2 separate regions of the Gadus morhua genome follow, and region 1 is linked to region 2. A link is a contact called in public Hi-C data. All regions are on one chromosome and are shown on one strand. The core of a region is the stretch at or near the end of the contact, and the rest is flanking DNA. Distances in the headings are between cores, read along the strand shown.

Region 1 (3,398 bases), core at 355-2,854, 130 kb before region 2:
AGACGTATATATTTTGGGATAAAAGCAATTCTGCCAGAAAGTTACAAAAATATGATGGAATGCTTTTGTATTTAAGTGTAGATCTTAAAACTGCACGACGAAACTACTGAGCAAATGAACGCAGGCAGGTTTATCGACGTTTGATATGAATCACATTGTTTCAAGGTTTCCTTCTCCTTGCTGTAGTAGAGGTTTGGAGACTATAGATTTATTATTCAGGGGCGGGGAACTTTAGCTAATCCAATAGCGTCGGAAGCCATTAAAATAATGTATGTGCATTATAACAATGCGCCGTTCTCTCCTCTTCTGAGCTTCAGATTCTGTGTTTATTTGCCTTTGTAGTTATCTGATGGCTTGCACTTTCAGATCAATCGGACCCATTGGACTCACGCACAATCAGCCGTGCGGAGAACTCCAACAAAGTAGAGCCCTGGTTGAGAGGACAGACTGTACACTTCTTACCGACTGGTTGTCAACCTTATCTTACTTGAAATGCCACGCGAGATCATAATAATCCGATGTGTGCATATTACTCTCCCTCCCTTCGATGCTATGAGGTCACAGCGGTTCATGTCTGCAGACTCACTCATCTATGAGATGAATAAACACACATACCGAGCGTGAGCACGCATACCACATACATATTACATATATATATTATGCATACAATACATTTCCTGGCCGCGGTCTCGGTGTCCGCGGTGCCCAGGACGGGAGTCACGGGACTGCCCGGGCCAGGGTCAAGGTGATTGAAGGTCCGATCCAACCATTTCCTCCTCAACACTTCTTTCTTGGCCCAGAGATCTCTCTGTGTCTCTCTCTCTCTATCTCTCTCTCTCTCTCTGTGTCTCTCTCTCTCTCTCTCTCTCTCTCTCTGTGTCTCTCTCTAAAAATCGACCCCCCGAAATATCTAACCCCCTGAACATCTAACCCCTAAACATCTAAGCCCTCTAATCATATATCCCCCTAAACATTTAACCCCCTTAACATCTGACCCTCTAACCCCCTAAACATCAAACCCCCTAAACATATAACCCCCTAAACCAGTGGCGGAGTGAGAGGACGGCCAGGGGTGGCCGGGCCACCCCATTGGCCACCCTAGACTGAACCTCGGCCACCCCATTGGCCACCCTATACTGAACTGCGGCCACCCCATTGGCCACCCTTGTCGTATTTGCATTTTTATTTATTTTATTTCTTATAATTTTGCATTTTTGCAAAATAAGTCTGGCTCTTGTGTCCACATTTGGTGAACAGATGTCGCATTGAATCGCAAACACCTAAACATATAACCCTCTAAACATCTAACCCCCTTAACATCTAACCCTCTAGAGTCTAGACATCTAAACATCTAACCCCCTAAACATCTATCCCCCTAAACATCTATCCCCCTACACATCTAACCCTCTAAACATCTATCCCCCTAAACATCTAACCCCCTAAACATCTAACCCCATGCGTGAGGTGCTCATCAACATGTGACCTTAGAAGGACGGACCTCACGGTCCTTGTGACCGAATAAATAGAGCGGACAGGCGGCCGACGTCGAGCCCGCTGCCCGGGTATCCGTCAGAGCGCCATCCGTTATTCTGAGGACTAGTGGGTGCTCTACAGCGGCGCTCCTGTAGAGAGCGGTAGACGGTCTGGAACTGATCTGGGGCCAGCGAGCAGAGCTCTACTGTACATGAGGAGGGTGGAGCGAGCCAGCGTCTCTTCTCATTGCTCCCCCTGTCGTGGCATCCCGTCCACAAGCCGCCTGATCCTACACACCAAGGAGGACAACATCTGAGCACCGACACGGTGGACGCGCGAGGAAAAGGGACCGGAAGCCCAAGTGCTTCGTCCGCGTTAATCTGAAGAGCTCACGCCTCGGGAAGGACTAGACCGCGAGCCCGTCTGCAGCGCAGCGTGGAGCCTCGCACCCGACCGCTCTCCGTTTCCCTCCCGAACCCGACCCGGACCCACCCAGACCCCGCCGGAACGCACCGAACCCCGGCGTGCCGCCCAAAGACCCCGGCTGTGAGTACCACGAGCTCTGCGCTACCGGCTCTGTTTTTCCCGCTAGCTTGAAACGACTGTGTGTGTCTGTGTGTGTGTATGCGCGCGCGCGTGCGTGCGAGTGTGTGTTCGCCCGCGCGTGTGTGTGTGCGCGTGTGTGTTTGTGTGTGTGCAGGATAGCTGCATGATCTTGACAGATCAGCAGATGGTTTGTTACCATACAGTTGTCTTAATGCTTCTCTAGTTCCCAGCTCACCGTGTGTTGTCTGTCCTGCATCGCCCTCATGGTGTTGTCCTCATGTCGCCCTCATGTTCCCCATGCATGGACGCAGGAGCTGCTATAGGAATACTTGTTATGCTTGACCATTATGGGCTGGCGACACACACACAGACACACACACATACACGCACACACACATACACGCACACACACACACACACACACACACACACACACACACACACACACGCACACGCAGACGCACACAACCACACTTCCACGCACACATACTGACCAAATATAAATCGATTAACTGCACTACAACAGAAGCTGGGTGCCATGCCGGTGTCTTCGTTTTTTTTCCGCCACATGAGATAATATTTCAGCATAACGTGTGAAGCATCTGTAACAAGAGATAATTTTCCTGGTGAGTTCTGCGTTTATTTCTCATATTTGAACAGCCCCTAACCTTATGAGGCTATACTGTTCAATTAAATGGGCATTGGCCCATGCAGCCGTTTGTTTTAAAATGTTATATCACAATTGTATTAACCAGAGCAGGCAGCATGGTCATAACCATATCCTTCATAACCATATCCTTCATTGTTAGATGATTAACTGTATCGTTTAGCCTGTCCTCAACTCTGAACAGAAAACAATGTGTACACAAGTTTCATTTCTCATTATTATCTTCATTTACATCGTTTACTTCCATATGTTCCCACCAACGGTGAAACATTAGCGAAGTGCATGGAATAGTACCACAGCTCATCTGTGCGTGGAGGGAAGTCTCTTTCTTTTGAATAATGTTGTTACGAGGTGCCTTGTTATTGGCCCACATTTCCAAACCATCGTCATAAAACACAAAACCGGCTCTTAGCTGTAACCGACGGCCCGAACATCTGGGCCCAACACCTGCCCCCCCCAAACACCCGCCCCCCCCCCCCCCCCCCCCCCCCCCCCCCCAAAACACCTCCTAATGGCTTTTCAATCGTGCTTTAACACAGAGACCCAGAAACCCACTCCACTGGGTCGGGTCTGAGACCGGCTGTAGACCCCTCCGAGGGGAGCTGGTCTTAGCGTCCAGCCACACCTCGTCCTCTCTGGTCTTACTGGTCCCAGCTCTGAGGGGCGTGGGCTGGGGTAGGACGGATGGCCGGACGGACGGACGGACGGGCGG
Region 2 (3,415 bases), core at 622-3,121:
ATATCTGTGTGTGTATATGTATGTGTGTGTGTGTGTGTGTAGATGTATTTGTCTGTGTATGTGTGCGTATGTTTAGATCTATGTGTGTGTGTATATCTGTTTGTGTAGATGTGTGTGTGTGGATGTATGTGTGTGTATGTTTAGATGCATGTGCGTGTGTATATCTGTGTGCGCATGTGTGTGTGTGTAGATGTATGTGTGTGTGTGCATGTGAGCGGCTGATTAATGGTTCTTCCTGTTCTTCCACCCAGCGGGGTGTCACAGGCTGACCCTATAGGCCATCAGACGGCGCTTACAGACGAGCTCCGGTAATTGGGTGACCGAGGTCAAGGCGGGACGGCGTGATGAGTCACCGTGTTCAGCGTCTTCCCTTCCAGCGCGACCCCCCCCCCCCCTGGGGGGCAGTGCTCTGCTCGGGCGTGTGGGTGGGGGCTTGTTGTGGGGACGATGACCTCACAGAGGCAGCTTTGCCGGCAGCCAATCCCCTGCCTGCTCTTCAGAGACAAGCCCCGCCTTGAACCAATCGCCTCCCTGCTCTTCAGAAACAAGCCCTGCCTCGCACCAATCCCCTGCCTGCTCTTCAGGAACGAGCCAGCCCCCCCCCGCCCCTTCATCCTCATATTGCCTCTCTATTCTATAGCTATAGATGAAGTACACGTACGCACACACAGGCATTCACACCTCACACACGTACAGTACATACTCATATAGGCACACACACTATGGCACATGCACACAGACAAACATACACACACACACACACACAGGAATGCACACACACAAACACACACAGGCATACACACCTACACACACACACACACACACACACACACACACACACACACACACACACACACACAGGCCTGCACATATACATATCCCCACATGGCACACGGTGGATCCTCTCCATGCACCATGCTGAGTCGCAGCGGGGTTTTTCCACTCAGCAGTTGGCGATCTTTGCGTCCAGCTGTGCTTTCGGTTTATGTACATGCTACAAATTCAGGCCTAATGAACGCGGAGCGTGTTAGCTCCGACCATGGGCGGCGCGGTGTGAGCGGACAGATGGATGTCTGAGGGGAACTCCGGGCCAACATTAAGGCTTTATGGTCGTGCTTTGTTCACGGCCCAACTGTCTAACAGGTGAGCTGGAGAAAGAGCTCTGATGCATTAAACGGACTCCCAGACCGACAGGGGACTGTAAGGAAGGGCTGGACTCACCAGGAGACTCAATGAAGGATCAATTAATATCTGAAGGCCAGCTGCAGCAAGGCATAACTTCTGAATATGTTTATTTATTTAAATATTGATAACCGTTTGGCAGTGATCTCTTTTTATTCATGGGTCTCAATAAGAAACATTGGAAATTAAGTTGTAAAAAATACCGATTTATGAGGAAGATTTATCATGTCCTTACCAATGTTGATGCAGTGAAGGTCAAAGGGTTGGTTGTGTTTGTTTATAATGGGATAAAGGGAGGCGCGCACAATGTGTGTGTGTGTGTGTGTGTGTGTGTGTGTGTGTGTGTGTGTGTGTGTGTGTGTGTGTGTGTGTGTGTCTGTGTGTGTGTGTGTGTGTATATATATGTATTAGTGTGACGTGTGTGTATTGCTCTAATGAATGGTGAATCTAATTTGTTAGAAAACATTTCTGTCCATCTAGAATAAAATAAACACAGACTACAATTATTTAAATATAAATAAGCCATGATTATTAGCGAAATGATAATCATTTCATTATTTTACCATTAGCGCCACCCTGCGGATCAACGTCACACACACACACACACACACGCACACACGCACACACGCACACACGCACACACAGGTCCCCCACCACGTGGGCTCGGCTCTGACCGTGACACCGGAAGCGGAAGTGCGTTCACAATATGTCTGCTGTGTCGAAGCGCCAGCAGAACAAAAACATTGCGGCGGAGGAGAGGATGGCCGAAGGTGGAGTGGACGAGCTGAAGCAGCTGGAGTACCTCTCTCTGGTGTCAAAGGTCTGCACGGAGCTGGACAACCATCTGGGGATCAGTGACAAGGACCTCGGTAAGGCGCTCCCGTGGTACTTTGGCTCGGCTAGCATTAAGCTAACGGTGCTACTTATGTAGCCGCTAACATGTAGCCGCTAACTCCTCCATGAGATGTAGAACTTATTACTGTTCCAGATTCAGTCCAGGTGTTTCATACTATATCTCCGCTGTAATGTCCCGTGAGTTGCTGCTTTGTGTCAGCTAGCCTCCGAGCTAACAGTGCTACTGTTCCTGGATCCGTCAAAAGTTCCACAGTCATAAGTTCTACTGAATCTGGATCAGTCATGAGTTCTACTGAATCTCTATTCAGTTCAGGTGCTTCACACTCTGCTATAATTTCACTTGTCTCGGGTCTGTTTTCGTGGTTTGTGGTTTTCGGTCTTGCTCCGTCTCTGGTTGAGTCTGCTTTGGTCTCTATGAGTTGAAGAGTAACGAGTTGTGTCGGTTTTTGTTTCCAGCCGAGTTTGTCATCAGTCTTGCTGAGAAGGATCCCTCCTTCGACGGGTTCAAGGCCCTCCTACTGAAGAATGGAGCTGAGTTCACGGTACGTGAGGTTCAGGGCTATGGATGAACAACACGTCATAGGAGAAGGAGAAATGTTCAGTCCAGGAACCAATGCTTGAACTTAAATTTGTTTCCAGGATTCGCTTGTTGGCAACTTACTCCGACTCATCCAGACCATGCGACCCGCCTTCAAGGAGTCTGCAGGCAAAGGTGAGACCATTTTATGATAGAGTTGTTCCCACTTTTGTTTCTGTGTGCACACATTTCTACTGACATGAACCACCTTCCTAACATAAACATGTCCAGGTGGTTCCTCCGTGCCTGAGTCAAGACCTGAGGAAAATACATCCGGTAATCGTGATCTAATGGCTGTTTTCTCTACGTCAGGCTATGAGCCTCCGGCCAAGGAGAGGAACCAGAAGGAGAAGTTGAAGGAGCTGTTTCCTGCACTCTGTAGAGCCAACGAGCCTTCTCCGAAGGCAAGTGACCATCGTCCTTTTGTTTGTTCCAGTATTGCTTAAATTAATTGTATACTTAATATGACTGAATATGATGATGCTGAATCAATAGAGCCTGATATGCTGGCAGGTCTTTTAACCAGGGTCTAACACCATCACTTACACTACGGGTAAGTCTCACATGGGGGAGTCCTCTAAGTGTGAAAACTGACGTATTGTTTACGTCTGACTCCCTCAGAAGGTCGTAGACGAGGACGATGTGAAAGTGGCCGCTGATGCCATGAAGGAGCTGGAGATGTTCATGCCGAGCGTCAGCACCTCGGACTCCAAGAGCAGCCGCAGCAGGTAGGCACTGCGGCGTGTAGAGCAGGTTAGCTGGTAACCAGAAGGTTGCTAGTTCGATCCCCGACTCCTCTTA

What was found. Hi-C and Micro-C count contacts between places; a contact is called where the count stands out from the background.
Region 1: a contact with region 2 is called in a Hi-C map of gonad, with 9 times the contacts expected there. The contact joins the promoter of LOC115531432 here to the promoter of LOC115531430 in region 2. A contact is called at or near these places in 4 of 6 Hi-C or Micro-C datasets (blood, gill, gonad and 1 more).

What each region holds. Positions count from the first base shown.
Region 1 is chr18:4,365,883-4,369,280 of gadMor3.0, reverse strand. It overlaps LOC115531432 (thyroid hormone receptor alpha), which reads left to right and starts at 1,604. Exons shown (of 11, transcript XM_030340697.1): 1 at 1,604-2,019.
Region 2 is chr18:4,234,750-4,238,164 of gadMor3.0, reverse strand. LOC115531430 (ATP-dependent RNA helicase DHX8) reads left to right here and starts at 1,871. Exons shown (of 22, transcript XM_030340694.1): 1 at 1,871-2,051; 2 at 2,494-2,579; 3 at 2,677-2,749; 4 at 2,927-3,018; 5 at 3,239-3,342. The coding sequence starts at 1,889.